Regions from separate parts of the Mus musculus genome. Here regions 1, 2, 3, 4 and 6 are each linked to region 5. The links are chromatin contacts, called in public HiChIP or PLAC-seq and promoter capture Hi-C maps. All regions are on one chromosome and are shown on one strand. The core of a region is the stretch at or near the end of the contact, and the rest is flanking DNA. Distances in the headings are between cores, read along the strand shown.

Evidence for each region. Promoter capture Hi-C pulls out the DNA fragments that hold promoters and counts their contacts. HiChIP or PLAC-seq counts read pairs in DNA pulled down with a chosen protein or histone mark.
Region 1: an H3K4me3 HiChIP or PLAC-seq map of embryonic limb bud shows a contact between it and region 5, with 8 times the contacts expected there. The contact joins the enhancer-like site here to the promoter of Msrb3 in region 5. A contact is called at or near these places in 5 of 39 promoter capture datasets (the 3T3-L1 cell line, cranial neural crest, embryonic stem cells and 2 more), 1 of 484 Hi-C or Micro-C datasets (bone marrow-derived macrophages), 12 of 115 datasets of contacts at active chromatin or transcription factors (bone marrow-derived macrophages, craniofacial prominence, embryonic basal ganglia and 7 more) and 3 of 9 other capture datasets (embryonic stem cells, liver and macrophages).
Region 2: a contact with region 5 is called in an H3K4me3 HiChIP or PLAC-seq map of embryonic forebrain, with 4 times the contacts expected there. The contact joins the promoter of 1700006J14Rik here to the promoter of Msrb3 in region 5. A contact is called at or near these places in 1 of 39 promoter capture datasets (cranial neural crest), 1 of 484 Hi-C or Micro-C datasets (cerebellar granule neurons) and 3 of 115 datasets of contacts at active chromatin or transcription factors (bone marrow-derived macrophages, craniofacial prominence and embryonic forebrain).
Region 3: an H3K4me3 HiChIP or PLAC-seq map of pro-B cells shows a contact between it and region 5, with 3 times the contacts expected there. The contact joins the promoter of Tbk1 here to the promoter of Msrb3 in region 5. A contact is called at or near these places in 1 of 484 Hi-C or Micro-C datasets (B cells) and 1 of 115 datasets of contacts at active chromatin or transcription factors (pro-B cells).
Region 4: an H3K4me3 HiChIP or PLAC-seq map of embryonic limb bud shows a contact between it and region 5, with 6 times the contacts expected there. The contact joins the enhancer-like site here to the promoter of Msrb3 in region 5. A contact is called at or near these places in 4 of 39 promoter capture datasets (cranial neural crest, frontonasal cranial neural crest, maxillary cranial neural crest and 1 more), 1 of 15 datasets of contacts at CTCF or cohesin (the NIH/3T3 cell line), 2 of 484 Hi-C or Micro-C datasets (bone marrow-derived macrophages and muscle stem cells), 16 of 115 datasets of contacts at active chromatin or transcription factors (the NIH/3T3 cell line, bone marrow-derived macrophages, craniofacial prominence and 12 more) and 1 of 9 other capture datasets (embryonic stem cells).
Region 6: a promoter capture Hi-C map of liver shows a contact between it and region 5, with 2.3 times the contacts expected there. The contact joins the promoter of Xpot here to the promoter of Msrb3 in region 5. A contact is called at or near these places in 2 of 39 promoter capture datasets (both in liver).

Annotation. Positions count from the first base shown.
Region 1 is chr10:120,271,405-120,274,104 of GRCm38.p6, forward strand. No RefSeq gene overlaps it. Among named protein-coding and RNA genes, the nearest start is that of Llph, 46 kb to the left of the region's middle. Within about 2 kb of position 1,392, at least 69 of the 459 cell types and tissues checked have an H3K27ac peak or open chromatin away from gene starts, as enhancers often do. A contact at or near this core is called in craniofacial prominence, embryonic forebrain and embryonic limb bud, where this site is marked.
Region 2 is chr10:120,362,781-120,365,480 of GRCm38.p6, forward strand. It overlaps 1700006J14Rik (a long non-coding RNA gene), which reads left to right and starts at 1,354. Exons shown (of 7, transcript XR_003948966.1): 1 at 1,354-1,536. Hmga2 (high mobility group AT-hook 2) reads right to left here. Exons shown (of 5, transcript NM_010441.3): 5 at 1-1,516. The coding sequence ends at 1,472. Gm40783 (a long non-coding RNA gene) reads left to right here and starts at 1,576. Exons shown (of 2, transcript XR_872121.2): 1 at 1,576-2,700.
Region 3 is chr10:121,585,408-121,588,107 of GRCm38.p6, forward strand. It overlaps Tbk1 (TANK-binding kinase 1), which reads right to left and starts at 1,387. Exons shown (of 21, transcript NM_019786.4): 1 at 1,288-1,387. It overlaps Xpot (exportin, tRNA (nuclear export receptor for tRNAs)), which reads right to left. Exons shown (of 25, transcript NM_001081056.2): 25 at 1,973-2,700.
Region 4 is chr10:120,246,310-120,249,009 of GRCm38.p6, forward strand. No RefSeq gene overlaps it. Among named protein-coding and RNA genes, the nearest start is that of Llph, 21 kb to the left of the region's middle. Within about 2 kb of position 1,277, at least 39 of the 459 cell types and tissues checked have an H3K27ac peak or open chromatin away from gene starts, as enhancers often do. A contact at or near this core is called in bone marrow-derived macrophages and embryonic limb bud, where this site is marked.
Region 5 is chr10:120,897,628-120,900,327 of GRCm38.p6, forward strand. It overlaps Msrb3 (methionine sulfoxide reductase B3), which reads right to left and starts at 1,344. Exons shown (of 7, transcript NM_177092.4): 1 at 1,206-1,344. It overlaps Gm4473 (a long non-coding RNA gene), which reads left to right and starts at 1,420. Exons shown (of 2, transcript XR_001779656.2): 1 at 1,420-1,789.
Region 6 is chr10:121,624,942-121,627,641 of GRCm38.p6, forward strand. Xpot (exportin, tRNA (nuclear export receptor for tRNAs)) reads right to left here and starts at 1,391. Exons shown (of 25, transcript NM_001081056.2): 1 at 1,164-1,391.

The DNA of each region.
Region 1 (2,700 bases), core at 142-2,641, 630 kb before region 5:
GTGGTTAGTGCCACCGGTAAGTGAGCCACTGAGTGGGCTCCTGATGGGATGAATTTCATTAGGTGTCAGGCTTTGAGCTGAGTGGCTAAGATGCATGGAGGTGGTGTGTGAGAAAGGAAGGACCCTGCAGGCCAGAGCAGGGAGGGAGGCTCTGCTCTGTGTCTCTGGTTTCTTACTCCTCCTTCGTTCTGGTTCTGCCCCGTATATCTAAATATCAGCCCCGTGTACTAAATATCAGCTTCCTTCCTTTTTCTTCTACTTCCCTGCCTTCTCTCTCTCTCTCTCTCTCTCTCTCTCTCTCTCTCTCCCTCTCTCTCTCTCTCCTGCCCTTGGTTTCTTCTTTCTCTCTTTCCCTTTTGCTCATCTCCACTCTTCGCCCTTTCCTCCCTCCTACTTCCCCCTTTTGTTCTTTATAATTATTTTAACTTCTCGCCTGCCTGCCTACCTGCCTTCCTTCCTTCTTCTTTTTCTTTCTTTGCTCCTTTCCCCTCCCTCTTCTTTCTTTTCTCCCCCCCCCCCCCGCCCCTCTCTCTCCCCTTTTAGCTAAACCTCCCAAGATCCTTTATTCCTTCGTAATATGACGTCATTCGCAGACCCTTCTCCTTTTCTCTGGCCTCTGAGCTTTGTTACAGTTAGAGCGGTGCTTTCTCAACTCACCTCCCCTGCTGGCCCTGCCCCAGATAGGGTATTTCCAGGTCAGAGGTGAGTAGGACTCTACTCTGCCCTCCCAGGATCTCTATACTCGTTTTCGTTAAAGCGACACTCGCAGAGGTGGCTCCCTAGGGCAAAGGAGGTAGCTTTGATTGTGAACACACTCAAAAAAACGGGTTTCCCGAGGCTTTCATGAACACTAGCTAATTCCAATTTGCCGCAGCTTGGTGGGGATGGAACACTCATTTCTTCCAGCTTGGACTTACAGGCTGCCTCTCTGTGGAATGCTAACCACCACCGAGCCGGCCAGGCTGCTTGATGGAGGGTCCAGACTATCGGATTCAGTGGAAACTACAGGGGGAGTTTGAGGGGAGCAGAATGTAATTACTTGAGCTGGACTCGGGCCAGCATTCTGGAGTTAACACAACTGGCCTTAGAGAGTCCGCTGTAAGATCTCCGGTGGCCACAAATGGTTAGGTCTGTGGTTTTAGGTTTCTTCAGAAAGGTAAACAGCACAGTTGAGCACAGTGCCCCCTAACACCACGCGGGCATCTTATTCACAGGGACCCAGGGAGAAAGAGGCCACCTACGGAATCAGAAACACCGTTTCCTGAAGTACCTTCTTGTCCCTGGGAGGTCTCTCATCCCTAGTCAGAACCTGACAAGCTCGCAGGCTGAGTGCTACGGCTGCCAGACTAAATTATGCGCTTATCATTTCTCCCCGTGTTGTCTGGGATTCCAGCAACCAAACAGTGGGGAACTCCTGATTCACATTTCTGCTCAAAACACACTCGTCGTCGTTTCTCCTCTCTGTAAAGCTCCCGGATCCCACAGTCCAAGTTAAACACAACTGGAATTTCCCTATAAGTCAAAAAAAAGTATTAATTCCGAGACCACATATTTTTCTTCTTGTAGGGTACATACGCATTTAAACACAGCACATGGGGCAGATCATCTGAAAACGGGGAAAAGCTCGGAGGGAAAAACAAAACAAACAAAAACAAACAAACAAACTAAGAGAGCAGAGATTTGGTTGGGTGTCTGACCCTGCAATGGGAATTTTCCTCTGTGGTTTGCTGGGAGAATACTAAAGGCCAGGCTGGAAGTTTCTATACCACATAGATCTTCAATGAGGGTGACTTAGGGCGGGAAGGAAGTAAGATGAGTCTTGGGCACTATTAGGGTGGCATGCGGCTGAACTAATGAATCCTGGGCTCTGGCACATCTGAGCTCTCTGGACTGTAACAGTCATCTTTTATGAATTAAAACGGCAATCTAAAGTTTTATAAATGTTAGCTCTTCTAATTGACGGTGGCCTGTCTAACGCAGAGGAAGTCGAGAATATCTCTCCCCTTGTTTCCCTTTTCACTTCTGCAAGTTCAATCTTCAGGAACTCCGACAAGGTCTTCATTTTTATGACGACCCACGCTGACTCCCAAATATATGATTTTTTTTTTCGCCCAGTAATGTTTGTGCCCATCTGGTTTGAATTTAGCATTCTTATGAGTCACTTCACTGTGATAGGAACACTCTGCTATAGAAAACTTCTGTTAATATTTTAACATTTTAAATCAAACATGCACACAGCATTACCCAAGTCTCCTTGCAATTACAGAAAACCCATGCCCTCTGTCCTTCATGGTTGCTGCCTTCACATTTATTTTCCTTAAATTGAACATAGTACACAGTAAATAAGTGTGCATCCCAGACAGATGTGGTGTGTGGTAAATAAGTGTGCATCCCAGACAGATGTGGTGTGTGGTAAATAAGTGTGCATCCCAGACAGATGTGGTGTGTGGTAAATAAGAGTGCATCCCAGACACATGTGGTGCGGAGTAAATAAGTGTGCATCCCAGACACATGTGGCGAGTGGTAAATAAGTGTGCATCCCAGACAGATGTGGTGTGTGGTAAATAAGTGTGCATCCCAGACAGATGTGGTGTGTGGTAAATAAGTGTGCATCCCAGACGCATGCTCAGCAGCATGGACCAGTGTATCCCTTTACTGCCTGAGAGCCTTTTGCAGCACCGTTTGCCTCGAGAGTAGGAG
Region 2 (2,700 bases), core at 104-2,603, 530 kb before region 5:
AAAAAAAAAAAGTCATAGAAACATGCATAGCCTGCTGAGACGGAGTAAGAGTACAGAGAAGAATGGTCGAGAACTGGGGATGGCTGAGATGCCGACCCAGTAAGGTTTGGTTTGGTTTTGGTGGGCTTTTTTTTTTCCTTTCTCTTGCAGGGCTTGTGTCTAGCAGCGTGTAACAAGTGCAGGGCTGTAAATTCACTGTAGCATTCAGAGGTAGTATTGAGGAGTGGGGATTATTGCATCTCTGGCTAAAAGTGCAGCGTGAATGCAGAGATGGCAGTCCGAACCAAGATAATGCACCTCGGCTAGCCATCTTATGTCAAAATGAAAGGTGTTACAGGATGTAACACGCAGGCTTCATCTGAGGTAAGTGGTACTGCGGTCTTTCACGGACACTGGTACACAATGAAGAACAGGGAATATAGAGAGGAGAGAGAGGCGAGGGAGAGAAGGGAGGGAGAGAGGACAGAGAGCGGGAGCTGTTTTTATTATTTTTTTTTAAAAAATAGTGTCCTTTATATAGCAAAAGAGATTTCGGTTTCGCTCCTCCCATGTCATCACTTGGGTGGGTTCATTGGGTACTGTTAACCTTTTCATTAAATTCCAAAACAGGATCATTTTACTCAGCTAGTTATCTCCGATGCTTCAAGGCTGACAAGTGTCATTTATGGCTAAGTGGCTTTTGGCTGTGTAGATTTCCCGAGGCGGGAAAGAGAGCTTGTGGGCTTATCACTCCTGCTGCTGTGTATGAGTCCATAAATGGAGGAGTCAACGGTTCTCGTTTACTTCCCTTTTTGAAAAACAAAACAAAGCAAAAAACGAGCATAACCTATTCTGGTTTGCTAGCTGTATGAAAAGATACACCAGCATTTTGTCTCATTCAGAATTGAAAAGTAAAAAAAGAAAAAAAAATCAAGTAAGTGTCTACAAGATTATACACAAAGAAAGGAGAGTAGTGTCTAGTTCTCATCTTTGGTGTCCTAAGCAGATTTTCTATGATCATGGTGGGGGTGGCATCTGAGTGGACACAGAGTCACACACAATGCTTTTCTTATACGAATGCCCCCGGTCACCAGGGTGCCGGTTTAGGGTTTGCATGTAGTGACTGATTAAGCCCACCACAGAGGTTTTCTTCAACCACACACCCTTGCTTATCAGATCCACAAACTATTAGTAAGTTAAGGAAAAAGAAAACAGTCATTAAAAGTTGCATTGTTAAACTGTGTCCCCCGTGTTTACAGCAGTTTTTCACTAAACCTGGGACTGTGAAGGGATTACAAAGTGATTAATATAGTCCTTCTCAAGGTTATGCGATTTCGCCCACCCCGGCCCCGCCCCTCGCCCAGCCCCGCCCCCGCCCCACCCCGCAGGAAGTAGAAAGACCGTGGCAGTTAAGAATAACTGGTCACTGCAGTGTCTTCTCCCTTCAAAAGATCCAACTGATGCTGAGGTAGAAATTGAATGTCGGCGCCCCCTAATCCTCCTCTGCGGACTCTTGCGAGGATGTCTCTTCAGTCTCCTGCAACACACGGAAGGCAGGTGGGTTAGGCCTTGTTTGGGGAACAATGCTTGCCCAGAGTACCACTCCTGTAACCAGGAGTCGCCTGCACCACGCTGAGCTTGCTTAAGCGGAACATGGTGGGGGACACTGCCTGACCTCTATTCCCAGGCACTCAACCCGTGTCATTGAGGAATCAAGGGGTTGTCTTTTTTCCTGGGCTGTTTTTTGTCACTGTTGACTTAAGGCACCATGGCTGCTGGTCAGCAAATTCAATTGTTTACCGTCAGAAGTAGCCTGTGGGGTCTCTGGAGACTTCACTCACCAAGAAAGAGTTGGTTTCTCCCCATGGTGTGCCACAGTCATCGGGTTTAAAAAGCTGCTCTTGAAAGTCAACCCACCCACCAAATGTTGGTAATGGTAGCTGATGCTATTTGAACTTTTGCTAGTTGATGCTGTTTGGGCGTTTGCTAGATGTGTGTGTGTTTTTTTAGATGGGTTCCTTAGTGTACAGACAAACAATATACCCCTTATATATAAGGCAAGTAGGGGCAGGTTTGGGTCAAACAGGGCTGGTATACAACTCCTCAGCCAAGGCTGTGGGAGAGCGACAGCAGACCCATCCTGCAAGTACATTGCTCCTGAGAGCAGTTTCCTTATTTTTACATTTATTAAAACACATTTTGAGGCAATGGGCTAAGTTTGACATAACTGTTCAATCTCAATACTAAATCCGTCAACATCAGGCAAACATTTAACGGTGGGCCAGCCAAGCAGAGAAAACCTAATATATATGTTTTCTCAGGGCCTCTCGCCCATATAAATCTAACTCCACCCCAGCCCCCCTTTCCCCTCATTCCTTATGGCTCTGGAATTTGTTGGGGTTCCTGCAAGCTGGTGTGAGCTACAAAGTTCTTTTTAACTTCTGCTTATTTAACAAACCTGCAATACCTTTCAGGACATGGGCGGTAAAGCGGAGCTAATAAACATTTCCGATAAAGAGTGTCGTTAGTGGGAGGATGATTTTTATCAAACGCTGCCGGCTGGCTCCAAAGACGGCATGTGAAACAGATCTGGGAGAGGGGTAAACATTTACTCCAGCAGCCAATGAAGCCCCTTTAAGAATGGCCAGCTTACAACAGCCTTCATACTTTAATAGATTTGATTTTCCACATGGCTTCATTTCGTCTGGGTGGCTAACTGAC
Region 3 (2,700 bases), core at 137-2,636, 690 kb after region 5:
AAATCCTAAGATGTACCAACTGCAGACTTGACTTTTAACACAAGAAGGCCATGCAACCGAATAGATGGCACCAACACCAGACAGATCAGACTCCTTTAAGACTGTTGTGAGGTCAGATAGCAAGTCCATTTCCAGTAAGCTAGAACTCTGATCTTCCAAGTTAGGGTCCTGGGAAATGCCCAAGAGTCCAAGGTTCGACAATCTCTTACACAGTACTTATACTTAGAATTTTATCACCTATGTAATTTAGATAAGAAATTGTACAGCCATCTGTCTATTTGAAGTAAGCAAAAAAGGAACCCTTTTCGAAAACAACAAATGCACTTACCACTTAACTACGTACGCTCCATTCAAGGGGCGATAAACCCAAATATGTAACGGGAAACCTTCCCTAATTGATGCTGCACTGCTGTTAAATAACTGTAAAGGACAGATTCATCACCAAGTGCGCATATGTCTCTAGTGGGTAGCTGAAAACATATTTATCAGCTAAGATATATAAGATAAGCTCTCTCTCTATACCAATATAAAAAGATGGGTCCGCAATAGTAATGGTCTGAAACTTTTCCAGGAACCCCCTCGGGACTAAAACATGACTCAGCACACCCAACGGATGCTTGCTATGTAAATCTCCCCAAATCCTGACAAGTGTATTATCTGGCATTCAACAAGTAAGTTATCTGTGATTCTGTAGGCAGTCTACTTCCTTTGATTGCTTAAAGCGAAAGTTACCGAGGATAAAACAGGTCTGGTGACATGGTGTAGGGACAAAAGTTCCAGGATTTCCCAACTCTCCCTCTATGTCACCCATTTACTCCGTAGATAGCAGAGGTCCCGGAATGGGAAAGGTCGGGTTTTGACAGTTCTCGGGGGAGAATCCGTCTTGGGACGCCTGACAGAAAACACCAGGGGAATGGATCCGGGAAATAAATCCAGCAGGTCGGGGAGGAACGAGAAGACAGGGGGGTTTGCATTTCGCTGTGTACATTAAAAACGTCTGGTGCCGGTATCCTCGGGTGAGTCAACCCTCGGGAACGCCAGTCCGTCTAAAAACTGCCGGCGGCGGCAGCTGGACCAAGGGTGGGAGCGGCGAGTCAACTCCGGCCAGGGCAGCCCCGGTGCCCGGGCGGCCGCCAGGGCCCATCCCGGGCGAGCGCGAGGCTGCGGGGCTCCCGGGGCCGCGGCCCCGCGCTGACTCAGCACGCCGCCTCCCCGACCCCTGGGCGCGCCCCCGCCCGGCCCCTCCGGCCCCGTCCGCCCCCACCGGCCTCCGCCCGCCCCTCTTACCCCGCGAGTGTCCGCCGCGTACAGCCCGCGGCTCCCGGGCCTTCTCGCGCCCCAGGCTACTTCCGGCTTCGCCAGCCCGGGCCACGGAGCACGTGACCGAGTGCGGGGCGCGCCTGCGCGTGCGTACTCCGCGGCGGCCGAGCTCGCTGGGCTGCAGTCTCCAGTGCGGGCGGGAGGAGCTAAGGGAGTGCGGGGCGGCCGGCGTGCGGCAAGGAGGTGACGCCCACGGCCACCCGTGGACAGCGGGCTGGCCGCCGATCGCTTTCGCAGAGTAGATGGGGCGGGTTTGTGTTTCAACGTCGCTTGGCTGCTGCGTGAAGCAAGTATCCGTTCATGCCATCAGTACTCTTTAAGTCGCTTTCAGTTTCTGTTTTTGAAAATGGTAACACTGGAGACTTGAACTTGACAACTTAAGAGGTAAACTGCTGTATGATCAGGTCCTGCTCAAGCAGGCATTCCTTACAAGGATTTGCTTCCAAGGAAGCACGATGCACCAAATTCCTCTTTCTACCTAAGGCACCCTCCAGACCGAGGGCGAGCAGATCTCCGAGGACGGGAGCCGGGAGTGGTTAAGGGCTGGCAGAGGCGTTGACTGAAACAGGGGGCTGAAGCTGAATCTCTGCCCACTTCTAATCCGTTTTCATCAAACTCAAAATGGAGATTTTAAAAGGCCCACTCCAATGACTTCTTAGAAAGTTATTTTATTAGAATTTTAGACAGTTTAGGCAACAAGACCATTCTAACCGCAAATGCACGTCTTACAATAGAATATTTCAGTTCTGTTAATGACATGACAGATTCATCCAAGTTTCTTCCAACAAAAAACCCAACGTTCAAAAGTTATGAAGTATGACTAAGCCAAAGGACTTCACATGTTTACCACAGAAGTGATACACAGTAAAATACCACATAATACTTCTAAAAAAGTCAAGCCACTTGTGAAACTATTAGCAAGCACAGAGACGGAAACTCCACTGGTTAGGCACAGGACTAACTCAGGCACCATAAAACCCTCTGTCTTCTCACCTGTAACAAATGAGATTCCCTAGAGAGAATTATTTGGGTGCTTGCTTTTAAAAATCAGGTACTCAATGACGGAAAGGCTTCTTGGTCATGACGGTACTTGGGTAATCTCAAGGAATGAAGATGAGGATCATTAGACATGATTACATTAAAATTAAGTTCCTTATGTATATGCTCTGATTTCCATGTCCTGATTTCTCAGGTCTAAACACATGAACCCTCTGTAGGGCTTTAGAGAGCCGTGTATGGACTCGATAGTACAGTAATACAAGCTAATACTGAGACCTGTGTTTTAATTCATTGGATTCTTTACAAGTTATGAGGTAGCTACCACTGTTCCCCATTTCTGACGGGGAAACCAAGGCAGGAAGAAGTTATTTAACTTGCTCA
Region 4 (2,700 bases), core at 27-2,526, 650 kb before region 5:
CGCATGCGCAGCCACAAGGGGACCATCACAGACCTTGCTGATGGGGGTTGGCATGAGCTTGATGGAGATTTTTCTCCCCTTCATTTTCATTTTGATTTAGGCGCTATTCCTTGGGGTCAGGAAGAAGTTATTTGGGAAGTCGAGCCAAAGGATTGGGTTTAAACCGCCTGCCCCATCAATGGAAGCCTCAGATGAATCAAGTCTAACCTTCTAAGGGCTGTAAAGGGAGCCTTTAATTATATGAGATTGGCAAGGGGGACCTTTGGGACGCTCAGCGAGGCAGCAGCAGGACCTCCCAGCCCTGCCCGCAGCGGGGAGATTATTAGCATATTTTATGTACCCTTCCCATGAAATAATCTTAACATTCAAAAAGAGACAGATGGGAAGAAAGAAAGACAGATAGGAAGGACAGAGACTCTAACGGTCTTTAGAGAGGGGAAATTATTTCATTAAAAGTAAAGAGCATATGCTCTTCTGATGCATAGCATGTGCAAGCCTATGCAAATTAGCAAATAGCGGTGCACTCTGAGTAATTTTCATTTCCTTCCCAGCCTGTGACGAGGAATATTCCTTTTAATCAGATTAGATGACATCCTCCTCAAACTTGTGGGGGTTTCAACTTAATTTACCATGCTAAGTAGTTAGGATAATTTGAAATAAAGCAATCAGTGGGCTGAAAAGAATGAAGCCAAACCTTATTTCTGTCTTTATGATGAGGGGCTTCCTGGCTGCCTGAGCCCCACAGGGCTTCTCTCTTGTCCTCTCCTCTCCCTGAACCCCCAGTACCCCAACCTCAGCTGCGTCTCCAATGACCAGTTGCCTTCTTTGATGGCACCTACTTGAATCTGTTTCCCATCGTTGGAGCTTGTCTGAAATGCTGCATTCCACCAGGCCTGCCCGAGACCTTTGGAATTTATGGCCCTGCCTCCAGAAGTGATGGAAAGTTGAATTCACACTCCTTAAAAACCATTTCCCCCAGAGAGGGTCCTACACTGCTGAAGGGATCTTTGCCGTGGCCTGCAGGGACCTCCAGATACAACAGCAACATTCCTTCTCGAGACCTGGATGCAACAGGCGTTTGCAGGAAGGCAACAGCAGGAGAGACCTACCTGAAGGACTCAGCCGTTTATCAGTGATGTGCAGACAGGAGCAGTGTCAGCCTTTGGAAGGACCCAGAAGTCTGTTTGGAGGCATTTCTCACAGTCCTGTAGGCCACGGTCCCTTCTCCCCACAACCCCCTAATTCTCTATTGTCTTGAAGTCAGCAGGGAGTCTGGGCGGTAATACCTGTAAATGCCCCACAGATGGCAGTAAAGGGTCTTGAGGAAGCAATTACTAAAACTGCATCAAGTTTCAGTTTGGACTAGAAGCAGCTAGTTGGCTTCTTCTTTCACAGCCCTCTGTTTTATGGGTGGTAGGGGGAAGGGGAAGGTTTTAATTGCTTAAACTAATTCCCTACAAAGTATTAGCAGATGAGATGTAAATATCAGCCATATTTAAACTGCTAGGGATGCCCTAGCCACCAAGACATAGAAGAGGGAAATTTAACGGTGCACTTTCAAGTATTAAAGCAGAATTCACTTTCTTCCTCTTTTTTCTCTTCCCCCCCCCCCTTCTTCTTCTTCTTCTTCTTCTTCTTCTTCTTCTTCTTCTTCTTCTTCTTCTTCTTCTTCTTCTTCTTCTTCTTCTTCTTCTTCTTCTTCTTCTTCTTCTCCCTCTCCTCCTCCTCCTTCCTCCTTCTCCTCCTCTCCCCTTCCCTGTCTTCTTCCTCCTCCTCCTCTTTCTCCTTCCTCCTTCTCCTCTTCCTTCTCCTCCCCTTCTCCTCTTCCCCCTCTTCCCCCTCCTCCTTCTCTTCCTCCTGACACCGCCATACAGGGTTTGCAGTGGGTTCTGGTTACCAAAGCTCAGGTCCTCTTGCTTCCAATCTTGACACTTTACCTGCTGAGATAGTTCCTTTCTATTTAACATGCAAAAGTACACATGATGAACTCAGATACATATGACGTTTCTCTCCTTCCATACCAAACCCTGACCACTTTCTCATATACGATCAACTACAGGTTCTTGAATGTTCTTTTATAAATAGTTTGGACTTTTATAAATGAGTTCTTTTTTTTTCCCCCCCTTCCAATTGGAAGTGGTTGACAATGGTTCCTTGTTTGTTTGTTTGTTTTGAAGAGTTGTTTTTTATGTGTGTTGGTGTTTTTCCTGCACGGGTGTCTGTGTAGTCCAAGAATCAAATGCCTGCAGAGGCCAGAAGAGGGCATCAGAATCGCTGGATCTGGAGTTACGGGTGGTTGCGTGCACAGTGTGGGTGCTGGGAATTGAATCTGGGTCTCTGCAAGAGGAGGCAGTGGGCTGACATCCTGAGTCAGCTCTCTCCCCCCCCCCCCCCATAATGTTTCTTAAACTGAAGTAAGTAACTGCAGCCGCCTCAGACCTGGGAATACTTGCTATGGAACACACCATGGCTTTATTTAATTGAAATCAAGTGGTTTAACTTAAATGTAGGTGAGTGAGACCAACCTTACAGAGATTATCTCTAAGTGTAGCCAGCTTTCAAAAAAAAAACTTCTTTATAAACAAACGCCCCACACCTGGATCAACATATGGCCTCCCAGAGAGACTTAATTATCAGGTACAATTTTCAAAAATTTTGTTTTGTTCTTTAAAAATAGTCACTGTCACTTCCAATATATGT
Region 5 (2,700 bases), core at 94-2,593:
GAAACCACTTCGTCAAGTCTATAACCCTGAGAATCTTCCCTGGATAACATTTTATACATCAAAGTACCTTTAAAACCTATTTTGTCTTTTATGCTGCACAGGGTGTAGTCGACTGTCAACTCAAGTGTGCGTTGTGTCCTGGCTAGCCGAACCTCATTTTGACAGTTCAGGCTATCCTAGCCATAGGCAACACAGCGACCACCTAACACCTCCCACATAATCCAGGTTTCTGGTGATTATAACGTTTTGCCTTGCCAGACAAAATGAATCAAGCTTTGATTTGTTTACTCTGTCCAAATTCAAGAGCCCCTGCAACTTAATATTTTCCTTTAAAACCTCCCCTTTGGACTTCAAATAATTAGTTTTTTGACACGCAATGGAAATAGGAAGAAAGAAAGAAAGAAAGAAAGAAAGAAAGAAAGAAAGAAAGAAAGAAAGAAAGAAAGAAAGAAAGAAAGAAAGAGAGAGAGAAAGAAGAAAGAAAGCTCTCTAATACTTTACATATGATTCAAAGAAAATTCTTTTAAATCCTTATTGCCCCCACTTATCGCATAACCTACAAAGGCAGGAACAGTACTTTTTATTCAGATAGTCTGACTTGAAATAGCCCAGTGGAAAAGTTTAAGAAATAAAAAGGGAGGCGGGGGGGGGGGGCTCTGATGCTTGTTTTCACTTGAAAAGAAGACAGAACTGGTACCTGCCCCCTGGAGTTTTGCTGGTACCTGTTTGGGCCTATGAGCCGCCAGCCCGGTCCGGGGTGCGCCCCTGTCCCCAGGGGCCTGGCGACGCCTTCCTGGTTCCCACGCCCTGGCCCGTTATCCCCCGGCCGCAGCTGCGGAGAGGCCCGAAAGAGAGAGAGACGCGCCCTCGGAGCTGCAGCCCGCGCCCCCGACCACCTCACTGAGCCTCCCCGAGGACCCGCGCGAGGACGGCGGCTCAGGTTCCCGTTGGGGACGGGTAAGGTGTCAGCGCGGCGGCCGGCGGGGCGCGGGCTCTCCCGCCTGACCTCGTTCTGCGCTGTCCCCTCGTTGGCGAGGAGCGTCTCCGGGGTCCACGCCGAGACTCTACGGCAGGGGGATGACTCTCAAGACTGAGGGGGCGGCGCGGGCGCTCCCGGGACGGGGGTGGGGGTGGGGGGAAACACTCCGGGTCCCAGGCTGACTCGGAGGGATCGGAGGGCCGGATGGGGCGAGGCGGGGACTCACCGCGCGTCGTGGTGGCCGCGGCCGCGGCTAGGCAGAGACCCAGGCAGAGCGCGATTGGGCACGGGAGGGTCCGCCGCGCACTCTTGGGGAAGACGAGCCTCCGCTGTCCGATCCCTCCTCCCTCCCGGCTCCGGGCGACAGACGGGGCGGCGGGAGGCATGACGGGAAATTCCTGGGCACGGGCGGCCGAGTCCAAATATGAGCATAGCAGACAAGCGAGGGAGGACGGCGGAGCGCGCTGGCCGCGGACGGGGCCCGCTGCCCGGGACGCGGCCGCCGCCAACTCCCGCCTCCGGCGCCGCCTCCACCGCCCCGGGCCAGCCCTGCGGGAACAGGGCTTCCGCGCGTGGGCAACCCGTAGCAGAGCCCCCTGGCAGCATCCACCTGAGACCTTTACTGTAGGGTCAGGGCGCCTGAGAGCTAAGGACCAAAAGTCCTGGCCTGTACCAAAGAGGCTGTGAAGTGCCAGTTAAGGTGTGACATGGTCGCTCTTGTGCCTACTGAATACCCATAATACAGAGGACCACCGACTGCGTCCCAGGGGTCGCACCTGGAGGGGACCTCACCACACCCACTATGTCCAGGTGAGAATGTCCTTATAATCCCCCACTATGTGTGAGTGAGTGTGTGTGAGTGAGTGTGTGTGTGTGTGTGTGTGTGTGTGTGTGTGTGTGTGTGTTGTAGTAAGATTCAGCAAAAGGGCAGTCCCTGAAATTTTACTTGAACACCATATATGGAGTCAAAGCAGGCCGGAAAAGTTTTCGCTCCAGCTAGAGCTGTTTTACAGGACATTCCTCCTCACCTTGACTCAATATTCACTGATACAATCTCTCCCCCAAACCCCAACTCACTCTCTCTCTCTCTCTCTCTCTCTCTCTCTCTCTCTCTCTCACACACACACACACACACACACACACACTTACTTTTGCACACTGTCCAAAGAGGAACTTTGATAATGTATTTTAAGGGCGCTACCTCTGATGACCAAAATGTCAGTCCCAGATGTTTGATTACAGGCCAAGCGCGTGCGAACCTGACTTTTTTTTTTTTTTTTTTTTTTTTTTTTGGCACTAAACTCCACAATTAATCAGATCCAAATGACCCTCTCTCAAGACAATGAATGTAATTATGCCTTAATTACTATAATATATATCCACACACACCCAAACAAATGTTTGACAGGATCTGGAGATGTGGGATGTTATACAATTACTTCTCAGCATATTAAGATGCTGCAAAAGTGATTAATTGATGTCAAACACGGACGGGGGAAATGTCAAGCAGATTTAGAGGGTGGATTATTCTAACATGAACTAGAGGGGGGTAATTTGTCCATCACGCCGCGCTTGAAGATGCTTTATTTGAAAGTTAGTAAACCTCATTTCTAAACAAACTCGATTCTGGCAACACAGGAAGGCCCCCAAGCCAAAACATAGTGTATTTGCAATCGGCCGCTTCTAAAACATCCCGTGAATTACACCCAACAGATGGGCAG
Region 6 (2,700 bases), core at 141-2,640, 730 kb after region 5:
AGACAGGCACGCAGGATGCACAACTTGAAACATTCTTAAAGTAAAGTAGTATTCCTGCTAAAAATGCTCAGAGAGAAAAGTCGGTGTAAGACTGTCTGTAAACCCCTGATTGAGAAATCCACTAGAGTTCCTTTAAATTATCCATTGCTTTGGGAAAAAAACTGCTTAAGCGTTTTGTCATTTCACGCTAATCTTGACAAGAGGAAAAAAGATAAATAAGAGGCCCAGCCGAGCACATGCTCAACACCAACAAAAAAAATCCTCAGCAAACTTGTTCCATAGTGAGGAATCCCTCACAAACCTTCGCCCTCTACACAATCGGAAAAAAACATCAAACCAAAATAAAATGAGATGGTAAACCACCTATCTGTGAATAAAACACAGGGTTAAAAGGTAACGATTGCCTAATAAAGACCGGCAAAGGAAGCTTAGCTTTCTGACCTACCGATGCAGAGCCTTGCAGGCTTAAACATTGTTACAATATGGTAAACATCTTATACTACCTGCAAAGGTGGATGTGGGGGTGGGGGGAGCGAAAAAAAAACATGTAAAATTGGAAGCCTTAATTTTTCCCTCAGCCATTAAGTCAAGAATAATCAAACAATGTGGAAAATTCCTCCACACCTACTTAAGCCTGTTTGAGACCGACTGAATCTTTCCAGCCTTTTAACATCAAGTTGACAAGTCGCTTTAATACAACGTAACTTCCCCCAGTAACAACTAATTAAGGCTTCCAAAAAGTACTCGTTTTTCAGGTTACAGGGAACATCAAGCTTTTCCGTGGCTGCAAGACTGTAAAGAAGCAAAAAGGGGAAAAGGCTGTCCCTGCTGGCAAATTACTACGCAGAAATAACACTTTCTCTCCTATTTGTCCCGGGGTGGGAAGCGGATCAACTTTGAGGTCCCTACAGCTCAAACTGGTGGGACGCACTCTAAAACTATCACAAATGGGGTTGGGGGGCAGCCTCCTAGGCCGGCCTCGCCCCCTATCCTTCGCCCGGATCCCTCCCAGAGCGAAGCCTCGTGGCCACTCGGGTGATGAAACACCCGGCAACCGGCAGCCACGCACTAGGGACGCGGCCGCCACCGATCGTCCCCAACCCCAAGTCCGGCTCGCCCGGCCACGTAGGGTCCCCGGCCCGCCGCCCTACGCCTCCAGTCACCATCACTCCAATATCTCTTCCTCGCCTGCACTCCCGAGGGTCGGCCAGCCGCAAGGAGCGGGCCGTACGCAGGGAGCACGGAGAGCGGCCCACGTCCTTGTCGCTGTAGTCCTCCAATACAGCCGCAGCGCTAGCGCCGGAGCCGGCCCGGGCCGCGCTCCTCTCGGCGCTCGGCGTTCCCCGGGCGCCTTCTCTTGCGTGGCGCGGAGCGGGGAGGGCAGGTTGGCAAGCCGGCGGGCGGAGTCGGCGGCCCTGGAAGGAAAACTGCGCAGGGTCCCGCTAACGCCGCCGCTGAGTCAGCGCGAGGCACGCCCCCCGCGTCGTACCGCGCGGACCCGCGCTAGCAGCAGCCTCATGGAAGTAGAGTGCAGACGGCCGCCAGCAGGCTGGGCCCGGGGGACTACAACTCCCAGCGTGCAAAGCGCATGGGACGCTTCCGAGAGGAGGACCGCGCACGTGCTCCCTGGAGCTCGCAGGGGGCGTGGCCGGCGGGCCTGTGGTGCATGCTGGGAGAGTGCACACCGCCCTCCTAGCTACAGGTTACTGAGGTCCTCTAAGCTTTTAGAAGACCGGCCACGTTGCGCTCTGCTTTGAGCGTCGGCGTGAATTAGTAACTCTCCACTCCCTCCAGAAGGGTCTGGTCAGGTGGCAGTGCGGAGATCCTGAGATCGGAAAAGTGGACGTGGTTGAAACCACGTGTTGAGTCAGTTGCTGAATTCCTTTCCAGCGGTTCCACGTGTCAAGAGTCCAGACGCTTAAGGACTCTTTAAAAAAAAAAAAAATCCGCTGTATTTTTATTTACTTGTTTTGCTTTTGAGGCAAGATCACACTCCATAACCCAGGCTGGTTTTCACTCATTTTTCCCAAGCTGGCCTAAACTTTACAAATTCTGGAATTACTGGCATGAACCACCACGCCCAGTTTAAATATTACTAAATTTGCCTACAAAAAAAGATAGAAAGAAAAAAAGAAAACCGAAAGCAGTCCCCGGTGATGGTGGCGATTACCATTCATCCCAACACTGAGGAGGCAGAGGTAGCCACATCTACAGAGCGAGTGCCAGGACTACAGAGAGAAACACAGTCTCAAAAAAAGAAAAAAAGAAAAGAGAGAGGGAAAACATACGTACAAGTCCCGTGCTTCCGTTCGCTTTGTTTCTTTGATCCCGTGCTATTATTACTGTGTGGGCGCAGTATAAGCTCCAGCAACCTTACCTAAATCCTAAGGCTGCACCTCCATTATTGTTGGCATCATGAGTGTTAAAGTCCATCTCAGTTTACTCATTTTATGTAGAGTGGGACAGTACCAGCCTCAGAGGGTAAGGTTTGGTTAATTTTATTTAGAGGCAGAGAGAGGCTCACTATGTAGCTCTGGTTAGCCTGAAACTTGCTGGCCTTCACTGTTCTCTTGCTTCAGATTCCAGAGTGCTGGAGTTCCAGGTTGTCACCAGGTCTGACTATTTCATGAATTAAGTTTGATACACGTGTTAGACTTATCATAAGTGACACTATCTCTGGGGATACATGGACAAACATCT